Regions from separate parts of the Columba livia genome. Here region 2 is linked to region 1. The links are chromatin contacts, called in public Hi-C maps. All regions are on one chromosome and are shown on one strand. The core of a region is the stretch at or near the end of the contact, and the rest is flanking DNA. Distances in the headings are between cores, read along the strand shown. Region 1 holds the start of SLC22A18 (solute carrier family 22 member 18). Region 2 overlaps OSBPL5 (oxysterol binding protein like 5).

What was found. A called contact is a pair of places that touch in the nucleus more often than the background predicts.
Region 2: a contact with region 1 is called in a Hi-C map of crop, with 2.5 times the contacts expected there. The contact joins the enhancer-like site here to the promoter of SLC22A18 in region 1. A contact is called at or near these places in 2 of 2 Hi-C or Micro-C datasets (crop and liver).

The regions. Positions count from the first base shown.
Region 1 is chr5:53,079,174-53,085,955 of bColLiv1.pat.W.v2, reverse strand. It overlaps SLC22A18 (solute carrier family 22 member 18), which reads right to left and starts at 3,050. Exons shown (of 11, transcript XM_005499249.3): 1 at 2,910-3,050; 2 at 2,615-2,823; 3 at 555-652. The coding sequence starts at 2,797.
Region 2 is chr5:53,270,395-53,277,176 of bColLiv1.pat.W.v2, reverse strand. OSBPL5 (oxysterol binding protein like 5) reads left to right here. Exons shown (of 23, transcript XM_065065193.1): 9 at 752-923; 10 at 6,056-6,275. Among named protein-coding and RNA genes, the nearest start is that of CARS1, 38 kb to the right of the region's middle. Within about 2 kb of position 2,621, at least 1 of the 3 cell types and tissues checked has an H3K27ac peak away from gene starts, as active enhancers do.

The DNA of each region.
Region 1 (6,782 bases), core at 1,801-4,300:
GTTCCATGAGGTACAGAAAGCCTGAGTCTTTTCCACTCTTTTCTTATTTTGATAGATGAGCTTATAGATGCATAATTTCTTAAACATTCATGCAAGTCTAGCTTTGTACTAAACACATACAGATACAGTGAGATTCAGCTGTAGAAATAACACGACCCTTGATTATTTTCTTTGACAGCTCTACTTAACATCAATAAATACCCTATTTTTTTGGTTTCCCAGTCACAAGACATTTATAAGGTTACACATGGCTGTAAAAAATTTGCAGGGTTAAGCTGTTAGGACCTTGGGCTCCAAAGACCCTGATGGTGCAAGCCCATTCCCAGTACATTGTTACACTTAAATGTGTGTCATTAAAACATAGCTAAGTTACTATAAAGGCTGCTTCTGTGTTGTGGTATTTCTGTGTATAGTATTTATTTTCCCTTTGCACATTTATGAAAACTTCAACATTTCAACAGAACCACAAACCAGAACTATTTGATATTTTTACTAAAGTATAAAAATGCCTGGCCTTTTTCAGCTATGAAAAGGGTCATGAGAACTGTTCTCACCTTCCGAAAATCGGACCTCCCACAAGCTGGAAGACACCAAAGGTTGTCTGAAGGTAGCCAAACCCCACTGAATCCAAACCTAGGCTCTTTGCCAAGTACTAAAAAAGAAATAAACCAAAACAAAACAAAACAGGTCATAGGAAATGAAGTATGCTGTATTTTCGAATAAAGAGCTTAATGTCTGTGTGGAGGAGACTACAGCTCAAAAAAGCACTTCCTTCAATTCCCCATACCTAGAGACACTGGGTCAGACACTGGGTGCTTAATAAAGACTAAACCCCTCCATCCCACACCATCCACTAAGGAAGATAAATGGAAGAAATCAATTTTGTACAAGGTGACAAATCTGAACCGCCCTTTACCTTTGCAGTCCAATGCAATATCCTGCTACTGCTAGGGGAATGAGATACCTGGGGCAGCCTGAGCACCACCCAGAAGGTGACTGTGGTAAGGTCTTGGAGCTGTTGTTTAATTGAGCAAGCTGGAATCAATGCAAGCACCATATCAGCCTTTATGTATAATCTGGATTATACAGCCACAACTGGAGCTTGTAAAAAACCACCATTGCACACCCTGAAGATCCACAGTCCTCTGAGGTTTTTTTATTTAAAAATTGTACACTCAAGGGACAGCTATTTCTGATTCACATTTTTGTTTTGTGCTGTCTGCTAAGAGTTGTTTAAAACTCTCAGCCAAATTCAGCTCTCAGGAGGTGTGGAGGTGCCCTAATCTTGCCTGCTTCCCTAGTACATGATCTGCACCCAGGTCCCCAGATCCTCTGTAATCAATTGGTGATCAAATACACCAATCTCCCAAAAACAAACTTTCAGCCTACAGGCTGAGGGCACCATGGAGTGATTTAGCCCCCAGGGTAAGGAGCAGTTTGCCTCTGGAGGCAGAAAACCAGTAGATACAACTCCCAGAAGGCAGCGGCTTATCAGAGAGAGGGGTGAATGTGTATCACAGATCCATGAGCTCACAAGAGCAGAAAAGCTGCCTGGCAAAAAATAACCTGGAAGTGTTGGTCAACAGTCAGCTGAACATGAGCCAGCAGTGTGCCCAGGTGGCCAAGAAGGCCAACAGCATCCTGGCTTGTGTCAAAAATAGCGTGACCAGCAGGACTAAGGCAGTGATCATCCCCCTGTACTTGGCACTGGCAAGACCCCAGCTGTGTTAAGTTTTGGGCCCCTCACTACAAGAAAGACATTGCGGTGCTGGAGAGAGTTCAGAGAAGGGCAACAAAGCTGGTGAGGGGTCTGGAGCACAAGTCTTGTGAGCAGCAGCTAAGGGAACTGGGGCTGTTGAATCTGGAGAAAAGGAGGCTGAGGGGAGACCTTATTGCTCTCTACAACTACCTGAAAGAAGGTTCTAATAAGGTGTGTGTTGGTCTCTTTTCCCATGTAACAAGTGATAGGAGGAAAGCAAATGACCTCAAATTTCACCAGAGGAAGTTTAGATTGGATATTAGAAAAAATTTATTCACTGAAAGCGTTATAAAGCATTGGAACAGTCTGCCAGGGGGAGTGGCTGAGTCACCATCCCTGGAGGTATTAAAAAGACATGTAGACATGGTACTTAGAGACATGGTTTAGTGGTGGGCTTGGCACCGTCAAGTTAATGATTGGACTCTATGATCATAAAGGTTGTTTCCAACCTAAATGGTTCCGTGACACCAGACAAGGGTCCAGTAAGTGAGAAGCAACAATTCCCATGCACAGCTGGTTTCTTATGTCCTTATTAAACCCAGCTCTGATCTGAAATCCCTCATTTCTGCTGCCTGCTTGTTGGATTGCTCTCCCACCACCAGCAAGAAGACACAAACTACAACTTCTTCACCCCAGGCCATCAGGCCAAGAAAGGGCTCTAGGTGCTACTGCAGTACAAATAACAAACCAGCTTTTACTGCCTGGGAACACCCTGAACACAGTCATAGCTTGCCTGCTAGGCAGGAGTACACTTTCCCCTCTCCTGCTAGAAACTCTCTTTTGACTTTGCTGGAAAGCAACATAGATTGGCATCGAATGCAAGACATGCTGTGAAACAGGACAACCCATACTCACAGGCATGACTCCAAACTGCATGAAGAGGAAGGTCAGATCCAGAGTTGCAATCAGGTAGGCAATATGGATAGCTTGTTTCCTGTTGATCTCTCCCAAGCGGCCGCTCTCATCCAGAGTCTTGCTCCTCATTCCTGAGGCTTCTTCCTCACCTCCAGAGATGGCTTTTGCATCCATAGTGCTCATGGAGTGACTTACTGCAGGACGACAGGCTGGAAGGCGACACAAATGTGCTTTGTAGCTGGGAACACGGAGCACAGGCAAGGTGCAGAAGCTGTGCAAACAGTTCAAACCTTACAGTGTGAAAGGTGCTGAGTCAGTGTGTCAGTGTTTTCCTTTTTCTTTTCTTCTGTTTTTTCTCCTCCCCTTTGCTTACTTGCCAGGCAGGATCAAAGGTAACTATGCATCAAGCCATGGATCTCATTCTTCAGCCTCATCTCAAGTGGGCTCATTGCTTCAAGGATCATCACAGCAAAGACGGGCTTGAGAATCCCAGCATGAGCGGAAGTGGACATTGCCCCAAACAAGAGCACGTGACAAACTCTTCAACTCTTTTAACTGTTTCATTTCTTTCACTTTTATTGCCCCTAGTGGCTTGGAAAAACATGATTGTTTTAATTCTTCATGAAAGACACATTGATTTTGTTTTTGGAGGTTGCAAGTGAAGTTTATAACAGAACAGCTATTTCCAAGTCCTCATGCTTCAAGTAGATGTATACAGATCCTGAATCAAGCACAGGCCTTACACACAGTTAGAACTGTTCTCATCTACACTTCTAGCTAAACCCTTTTCCTTCACTTACCAGGTGCTGCAAATTTATAGAGGCCAAGCTAGCAAATGTTCACATGTGACTCCACTCAAGGCTACAAATTACCAGCCAATGCAAAAAACATTTAAAAAAAAAAAAAAAAAGAAGAAGAAAAAAAAAAGTAGTATTAAATCCATATAAATCATGAGACTGATTACAGACTGGGGAATTAAATAAACAAGACTCATTTGTCCTTTGGGGGTTTTGCTAGTTTGTTTGCTTGCTTGTTTACTTAGGATTTTATTTGTTTGCCTGCTTGCTTGTTTGCTTGGGGGTTTATTTCTTTGTTTTCTTACTTGTTGAATCATGGAAGTCTGGTTGAGCATTGTCTTTAAAATAAAGAGAAAAATAAATAAAAGATGTTAATGCCCTGATTTTGTAGAATCACAGGACTTTGAGTAGGATGGAACCTCAGGAGGTCTCATCCACCCTTCTGCTTGAACACATCAGCTCGGTTGTGGCTTTTTCTAGACGAACTCTGAAAATCTCTTAAGAAAAGAGATTTTCCCCCCTCCTTAAATAGCTGAGAAATAAGTTTTTCCTAATGTCCAGTTTGAATTTCTCAAGCTGTGGCTTGTGGCTGTTGTCCCTCATGGTGTCAGCTGCCACTATCAAGAAGAATCTGCAGCATCTCTGCAGTTGCCCTTCAAGTAGATGCAGGCTTCTGTTAGATCACCCCAGCCTCCATTTTGCCAGGCTGAACAAGCCTAATACTGTGGAGGGGTTGCTGTTAGATGGAGACTTGTTACTGAACCAGCCAGGAATTTCAAGGCCAACTCAGAGCAGTAAACGGGACCTTCTGTGAGAGAGAAGCAACTCCGCAATAACAAGGCCTCAACGTGGTGCAAATCAATGGACCTATCAGCAGTGAGACTTCAGCGCGTGGACAGCTCGTGACCATAGATGATATCCAATTAGCAAATGCATGCTTGGAGCGTGGACGTGTGATCAGAGAATAGTTGCATATATAAGGAGGCTTGTTTCTGTAATAAATGGCTCTAGTGTGATTCACATTGAATCAGAGTGCGGAGTCCTTTATTCACTCCAACAGAATGCCTTCTACCTCTTTCAAAGATTAGGTACTCTAGACCCCTGACCTTCTTGGTAGCCCTCCACTAGGTCCAATCCAGTTTGTCCACAACTCTCTTGAACTGGGGGGCCCAATGCTGGGTCAGCCTCATTACCACCAAGCAAGAAGGAATAAAAACTTCCCTGGACATCCTGGACATGTTCCTTGTCAAATGGCCCATGATATGGTTTGCCCTACTCCTGATGATCATGCACCATTGGCTCACACAGCATCACCATCACCCATGGTCTTCATGGAAGGGTTGCTACGTGTCCAGCTGGTCCTCAGCTGGCATTGATGCAGGTGGATATTCTGCCGCAGGCTTGAGGAAAATTGTCACCCCTTTCAACTTGTTGAAAACCTTGAGGTTTTGGTTGATCCAGCTCTCATATTTCATGCAGTCCCTCCAGCTTGAGGCTCTGTCATTGACCATGTCAGCCAGTCCCTCTAATTTAGTAACACCTCTGTTCAGAAGTGGAGGCTTGACTCACTGTGAAGGCCGACACAAGCAATACAATTACAGGGACACACACAGACATTTGCTGACTTGGATCCCAAGTGGCTGTCAGGGCTTCCACATTTCCAACCAAGCCCAGGGAGAGGGAACTGTAAGATCTCCAGACATACCTTTTTATTCAGCACATGTCACCAGAGAGCCCCAAGATTTGGTGAGGGCTGCCAGGCTCTATCTCTTGGTGAAGAAGGGGGAAGACCAAAGGTTTAGTGTTTTACCAGGGGCAGGTACAGTGTCACTGGATGCTGGACAGAAACAACCTTTCGCAAACTCAGCTGGAGCATGAGTAAAAAAAGCACCTTTAAAGAATGACTTTCCTATAGAGATACAAGCACTCAAACAGACCCAACTCACAACACCATAGAAGTTGTATTTGTTACCGAAGAAGGAAGATTACCCAGCATGTATCCTAATTTAGCAAAATATCAGTGCTCAACATTAGGTTCATCTCAGCACAAAACAATGGATTTGCCTACATTTTGGATGTCCTGCAGCATAGCACCAACATTGTACTCCCTGGTTTGCGCTGGATAGGCACAATGTACAAATTACCAGCATTGAATAGAAGAGTAAAATTAATGACTGAACTCTGTTTATGGAGGTTTTGAGACAACCAAAAAAGCAACTCATGCAAATGCAATGTAAAACACTGCTTACGGGAAACTTTGCTGACTTGGACTTGAAAAGCGTCAATATTTTGACTGGTGAGTTTGTCTCAGCAGCAACTGAAAACAGATTCCAGCAAGGCGACTGACAGAAGCAATGACATGCACCAAATATGAGCCTCGTCCTGCCCAGGGCATACAACGCAGACAGCTAACCAGCCACATGCTCTCACTCAGACTTACATTCTTTTTACTGGCATTGACAAGGGAAATAGAGGGTTTTGTGGTTGTTTGTTTTGTTTGTTTGTTTGTTTGTTTGTTTGTTTAAAAAAAGTTTAATTTTCAGTCTCTGGGGCAAAAGATACAGTTCTGAGAACTGGTGACCTAAACTCGGTGCCTGGTGTGATAGCAACCTCTGGGAATGAACTAAGATCACCAGTGTCATGCATAAGTGGGTACCTCTTGATGAGCACCCCAGATGAGACAGCAAGTAAGCAAATGCATTGGCCAAACTCAGCGATCCTGTTTTAGCACTAGTCTCTTTGGGCAGGATTATTTATCTCCCCATCCCTTTTCTTTGGCACTGATGGGACTAAGGGAAGAGGGTGGCAGTCTTAAGCCACCTTTACAAGCCATGAGCAAAGCCAGGTCCATGTTGCTCTGGCCCCAAGGATGCAGGGATGAGCTGTATTCTCCAAACTGGGGAGGAATAGGTTATCAATAGGAAATGAATTTTCTTGGGTAGGATAAATAAACTTTAAATGGACAGATTTAAATAAACTTTAAATGGACAGGGAGACTTCAGTGAAAGCAAGCAAGGAGACAAATGTCTTGTGATGAAACTGCAGATTAGGCCATTAGCTATGCATTAAGCCTTGACACTTATTCTCGACATTTTTCGAGTATTTATAGTTGCCTTCCCTGGTATATCTTTCCTGAGGCCTATTTATCTGGTGATCTCTGGAAAAACAGAGTGGGAAACCTGAGAACATCTTTTAAAAAAAAATGTATAAAGACTTACTGTTTATGTTACTTGGGCAGAAATCTTTTGTTAAATCACTGGAAATGGGAACGAAGGGCAGCTCAAACTGCATGTGCCTTCGGAGGGAAATCCACCCACAGCAATACCAGCAGTTGAAAATTTTGGTTAAAAAAGGATAAATTGTGGGGAAGT
Region 2 (6,782 bases), core at 1,372-3,871, 190 kb before region 1:
AAGCCACTCACTCTCTCATCCCAGATGGGACAGGGAGAGGGTCAGAAGAGTAAAAGTGAGAAAACTCATGGATTGAGATAAAGACAGTTTAATAAGTAAAGCAAAAGCCACGCAGGCAAGCAAAGCAAAACAAGAAATTTATTCACCCTTCCCATTGGCAGGCAGGTGTTCACCCATCTCCAGGAAAGCCGGGCTCCATCACACGTAATGGTTACTGGGGAACGCAAATGCTGTAACTCCACACATCCTCCTCTTCCTTCTCCCTCCCCAAAAATACATAATGAGCATGGTGTCATATGATGTCGAACATCCGTTTGACCAGTTTTGGTCAGCTGTCCTGGCTGTGCCCCCTCCCAGTTTCTTGTGCACCTGGCAGGGCACGTGAAACTGAAAAGTTCTTGACTACTTAGGATCAACTAAAACATCAGTGTGTTACCAGCAGTATTCTCATGATAAATCCAAACCACAGCACTAAATCAGCTGCTGGGAAGAACATTAAGTCTATCCCAGCCGAAACCAGGACAGCTTCCCATTGTATTACCTGTGCAGATGTGCCTTTCATGCAGCCACTAAAATGCACCATTTCTGGCAAGATAACCTAGGGATTATGTATATGAAAAATAGGTTATTGTACACAATGACTTCCTGAATTCTAATGAGCTTTACTCCTAGGCAACAAGCTTTTGAGAAGCAATGAATGAATTGTCTTATTTACTCTCCTGTGCTTAGATAATTCCTTTTGTTTTCACAGGCCGATGCTGGCTGGATGCTTTGGAACTTGCCCTGCGTTGCTCCAGCCTCTTCCGGCTCAGTGCCTCCAAGCAGGGAAAGGATGGAGAAATGAACTGTTCGAGTGATTCTGCACATGCAGGGCTCAACCACCTCTTGCACACAAGCACCATCTCAGACCAGGAGTTCTTCCAGTAAGATGGCACTATCACTTCTTAATGCACAGAGAGCTGTTGCATGCCTCACACTTTGTCATTCTTTTAACTTTAGCATAATCCAGCCAGAGTCCACCAAGAAAACCTGTTTAAAAACCAGCCTGTATGTTCTTCTGCTGCATCCATCACTAGTGGGTTTGGTGCATATGAGGATTGTTGTCACCTGACGCTTGAGCACACAGACTGGGGGGAACTTCAGCTGTGCTCATGTGTACATAAACAATTTTCTGCTGTTGCCTACTTGGGCCAAAATGCTGTCTGGAGATGCTGGCATGAAAAATAGCTTTCCTAAGTAAAGACTACAGAATCCATCTACTACAGTAGACCTGTGGTTCCTCACACAATCACTAATGGTGTCTGTTGGCTAGCACATACGGCTCTGGGTCTGATCTATTTTTTAATAATGTGTTCTTTTTTCTAGTAATACTGTGTCATAGTCAGCAGAGTGCACAGACTGCATCCTCAGTTTTATAATTACTTTCTCTCTCTACAGGGGTTTTGAGTGGTTTCCAATTTCTTCTTTGATGCATCAGATAAATTTTTACATAAGGGAAAAATGTCCGCGCAGCCTTCTTCCTATTCATATTCCTAGTATTACTGCAGCGTTTTGGAACAACTCATATCAAAGCTCTGTAAGCTTTAAAAAACCCCAGGCCTTATCTGTTGCTTATAGCTAAATAGTCAACTTCAAAAATCCCTCTGGTGTAGACACTTGGCCCTTGGAGTGGGAGCAGGGAGATGTAGTGTCTTTTTCTAGTTCTGCTGATAGGAATTTGACTCTTAGGGTTCACAGCAATGCACCATTGGTTACACAGTTTTTAAGGTGGTAATTCTTGCACCCCGCAAAGATGATGGCTTGCACAGTGGGACCTCACTTTAACTGTTTTCTTAGGCTCTGTTATAATAACAGCAGGGATCTGAGTCCTCTTCTGAGAGCCGAGGTATCTCTGGTCCCATGGCAGCATTTTGGTCTGCCCTTAGGCTGTGATATTCACAGCAGGTGTTCTCCAGTCCTGCTGTTTGGGTTTTTAGCTAGAGTTTGAAGAAGAGCTTTACTGAAGAGCAATGGTAGAAGAGCAGGCAATCTGGTGTGTTGCCAGGGTGTGTCACATAGTACTTGTGCATATACTTCTGTTGTTCTTGGGCTTCTTCCGTAATACTTTATGTTCTAATTTCTTTCTGCCTAAGAGAGAGTCTCTTAGGACTGTACTTGCTGTGCTAAGAATCCAGGAATGCAGTGGACTTGTTTTTCGGCTGGTGGATGTGTGTACAGAAATCCTAAGAGCCTGTGGCACTGAAAACATACAGGCAGACTCATGGCTACTGTAAGGATGTGCAGAAGATAGAGTTATAGTTGTATTACAAAATATTACAAAATATGATGCATGAATTATGCTAAAATGGTGCCTCTGTTTTACCTCTTAGTTGTTCCACATTAAAAGCCCTCTTGAATGATGGGGCTCAGCAGTAGCACATGTGGCAGCATTTTCAGCAAGACAGAGTACCCACAATTGGAACCAGATCTTTTCTGACAGACTCAGATTTTAGTGAGTCTGGTTCACGCTGGGTGTTCAGAATCTGTTTGTCTGGACAATACACTCTCCTTTCGGAGTCCTACTACTGGTTTTAATATGTACCTAGACTTTGCCCAGTGCTTAAAGCCCAGGGGAGTTGATGGCTGGGGGACAGGGAGATGACTTGCTGCCATCCCTGGAGCAATAAAGAACATTTAAAGAAGGGAATACGCAAAACCAAAGCTGTACAAGTGCTGAGCAAAGGTTTTTAGGTTTACCACTGACAGTGGCTTCCTCATAGGGATTCAATCATTCTAATTAAATGCCTTCCCTACAGGGAATCTTACCAATTAAACTGGCATGCTCTTGTTAGGGGGGCAGTTAATTACATTTAACTCTATCTTCAAATTAGCCAAACTGCTCTGTCAAGAAAAGAAAAAGAAAAGGGAGATCATGGATATTATAGGGAGAACAAAACCCAAGGGAGCTGGCAAAGGCGAATCTTCTGTTGAGCCAAAGTTGCATTTGTCTGCTGGCTGCTTTGCTCCATTCCCGCTGGGAAAGAAGTCAAGATTATATAGTGATTTTAAAATGTGTGTCTTTAGTAGTGTACAAAAATGAGAGGGAGAGAACTGTGCAAGTGAATCAAAGGCTAAAATACTGTGTAAATCTGTGATTTAAGACGAGGCCTTCAGTGCAACAGGTACTCTTCTTTTTAATATGAAGTTGTATTTCTTGTGGCTTCCATGTCTTAACTCCAGCAACCCCAAGAATCTGGCTGGTTTTCCTGTTTAACAAGAGCCAAAGGATTTTTTGCTTTGTGTAGAAGAGTGGTATCAAACCCAAAGAAGTCCTGGTCACCTACTAAAGTTACCAGGAATGCCCTAGAGAATAAAACTATGGTATAAGATAGCTCACAATATACTGAAACAGTAAATTAGCCATTAAAAATGCCAAATGATTCATGTTCATGGTGGAAATCCAGTGTTGACTTTTAGCATAGTCATTCTTTCCCAGCTTTTAAAGCCTGGTCCAAATCCCATCAGAAGTCTTCATATTGAGTGTAGTTCAAGCTCATGATGTGGCTTTTGTTTTTAGAATATCGTATGTATTCGGTGATGATTCTGTTTGGAGGAACAGAAGAGCCTGGCTCCACTTCAATGTCTCAGATTTGTTCCTCATGCTCAGAATGAGGAGCACCTGTTTTCACTTTGGTTCTCCAGAATGACTCCTTGGTTCTGGATGTGTTAAGTCTTGTCTTGTTTGTGGCTGGTGGGTAATCAGCGCACAGTTGAGTGGGATTTCATGTGAATTTAATTCCCTCTTTAACTAAACCTGAAATCCTCAAAAAATAATAGGAGAGAGCAGAGGAAGCTGAGGGAGTCATTTGCTCTTCTGAAACTTGAAAGATTTCCCAAGTGTGAGACAGGTGACACTGAAAAACACTCTTCTTACAAATGTGAAATAGAAACAAGTGCTACTTCTCAGCCATGAACCATAAGCCTTATAATGAATTGTTCTTTCAAACATTTTTACTCCATGGAGAAAACCTGCACTAGGTAAGGGAGCATAGCAGCCACAGGCAAACATATTGAAAAATTAAGAAATAAATCAGAAATAAATTTAAATGCTCAGCAACTAATAACTTCTTGGACTTATCATCCAGGAAGTATCTTTGCTGAGGAATCTTGGGATAATCTCTCTAGACACCTCTCTCCTCACCTTTTTTCTCCTTTATTATCTTAAACTTATGCATGTGCTGTACTCTGTACTTCCAGTGTATTTAGTTATCAGTCATTACACTTGCTAGTTGCTAGCAAAAAACAACAAAAAAAGAAAAGTAACATCCTGGCACTGGAATGATGAAGACATGTAATGTCTGATAGTGAATTATTACTGCTGGAGTATAGCAGTCGTTGTCTGTCTGATTTATGATCTTAGTTTTGTTTTACAGTAGAACTGTAAATTAAAAATCTTGCAGTTTATATATACACACACATAGACATATATGCACACATACATATATGGATTTAAAAGAAAGATTTTCTACAGGCACAGAAAGCTGTAGACAACACTTTCAAAAGAACTCTAGAAGCTGAGCTTCTCCAGAAGCTGAGCTGTGACTGTCACAGTATGGCTTGCTTGGCGTGTTAAAATCATGAGCTTATTTCAGTGCGTAGTTAGAAGTTGAGATCTTCTGAAAAGCTGATGCCAGTTCTCCATTCTGAGTCTTGTGTTGTTTGTTGGTTTGGTTTTTAATCTGGCTCTAACTAGCAATGCCTTATTATCTTTTTTTTTTAATTAAAAAAAAAAAAGAGAGAGAGGGAGAACCAGGGATGGAACCTTTCAACATTAAGCTATAATCAAAATTGGAACATGGCCAGAATGGCCTGAGAAAAGCCCCATCATGGAGAGACTTCAACCTTGACAGAACACTCCCATGTATTGAGGAGAAAAATGTTGCTTTGAGAGGGAGATGCACTACAGCAGGTAACAAAACTCTTCAAGATCCGGAGCCTGTTTAGATCCTCTGAAACTCCTTGTATAGCTGGAAATCTTTTCGTATTGCTTTGCCCAAGGGAAATTTTGCCTGAGGACTTGGGTAAGAATTATTCAGAGGAGGGTCAAAGTGAGAAGGTCAGCCAGCACCTGCGATCTAGGCGAGGCCTTGGAAGAGATGATATGTGTGCCAAGAATTGTATAAATAGGGAAAACTGAAGCCCATGCTAAATATCACTTGAAAAAAATGGGCATTTAGTAAATACTTTACAGTGTCTGACCTCTGGCCCATGTGATCATGTTTGCCATCTGCCATATGAACTGCATCTGCTTTTTCAAATGGAGATGCTATAGGCTACTTGAGAGAGAATTTTGGCTTTCTCCTCATTCTATAAAGCCTGGATCACTGAACATGATGCTTGCTGCACCTTCTGTGCTTTCCCTTGGATGCTGTTAGAATCTGGATATTCTTCTTACATGTAATTGTCCTGTCCTTGCTTTCACCTGAGTTCTTCCACACAGCATTTTCTGGGGGAAGCACATTCCCCAGGTTACTGTGGGGGTGTGTATGTGTGTGAAAAAATACTTGCTTCTATTGATTTTTAAATTTGCCTTTTCTAGTGTAGGGCTGACTTAGGACCACCATCTGCTGAAATAAAGTAGCAGTAGTGCTGAAAAGAGAATGTATCCCATAATGTCATTTTTTTCCCATATGCTACAATCCACTGCTTTGCTTCTGTAAATGGAAATATCTTTCCTGATTGGCATTTCAGTTCTCTGATCAGCCGAGTACAGTTGTTAGTGCGTGCTCTGTATCTCTCTGGTATGTGGGCTCCTATTGCCAGCAGCAATTCTGCATAGGGGTGGGTAAGTAGAGCAGCTTTTGCAAAGTGCAGTTTGGAGGGGAGAATTTTGATGGAGAATATTCCACTGTTTCTGTGATAAAAACCCTAGTATTCAGGAAATCAGTTTCTTATACTCTCCTTGGCTGCACACCCTATTTTGAGTCCTGGAGGATGTTTTTACCTTATCTAAAAGGCCTAAAGTAATCTGACTTTGTAAATGGAATTGAAGCAAGTAATGAACTGTGTGTTGCAGTTTGAATGAATCAGGCCTGGAGAACCATCACCATTTGGAAAATGATGCTTTTTCGGACAAATCTGAGAGAGACAACGTAGAAGAGTCGGAGAACGAAACACAGGAGAACAGCCGGAAAACAAATGAAAGCGAGAGCGATCAGTCAGAAATGCAGGCAGAAGTCTCTCCAGGAAGGAAAGGGACAACTTATATTGAACAGATCTATGAGGAATTTGGAGAGGTAAAAGAAATCCTTTTAATCACTGCCTGTTTCTGCTAAAATGTCTTTGTTCATAGTATTTAGCATTCAGCATTTTAGATGCATGGCAGCTAAGAACCAGTTTTGTGAGTTCCAGTGTTTTACGGATAAAGCAGTGCACAGCTTTCTGCTAAATTATGTTGAATTATCGTCTGCTCTAATAATTATGCATTATAAACAGCAGCTCCGCTACAGCGCTTTGGCACGTTTCCAGCATCAGCGATTGCTTTAACCAGTTATTGCATTAAAGAGCCGCATAGCATTGGCACAGTGCTTTGTGGAGCCAGCGGGAGGGGGAACTGTTATTCTGGGCATGTGTTCTGGCCAATTAGGATGCTCAGTCTTTGCATGATACAAAATATGATACTTTCATTTTTTTCATTATGCATGGAACATCCTTTTTGTGTGTCCTAAGGGAGCATTTGAACCACTTGATTCCTAAATGACAGTTTCTTGTAGGAAAGCCATTTCCCATGTCACTTAACAGCA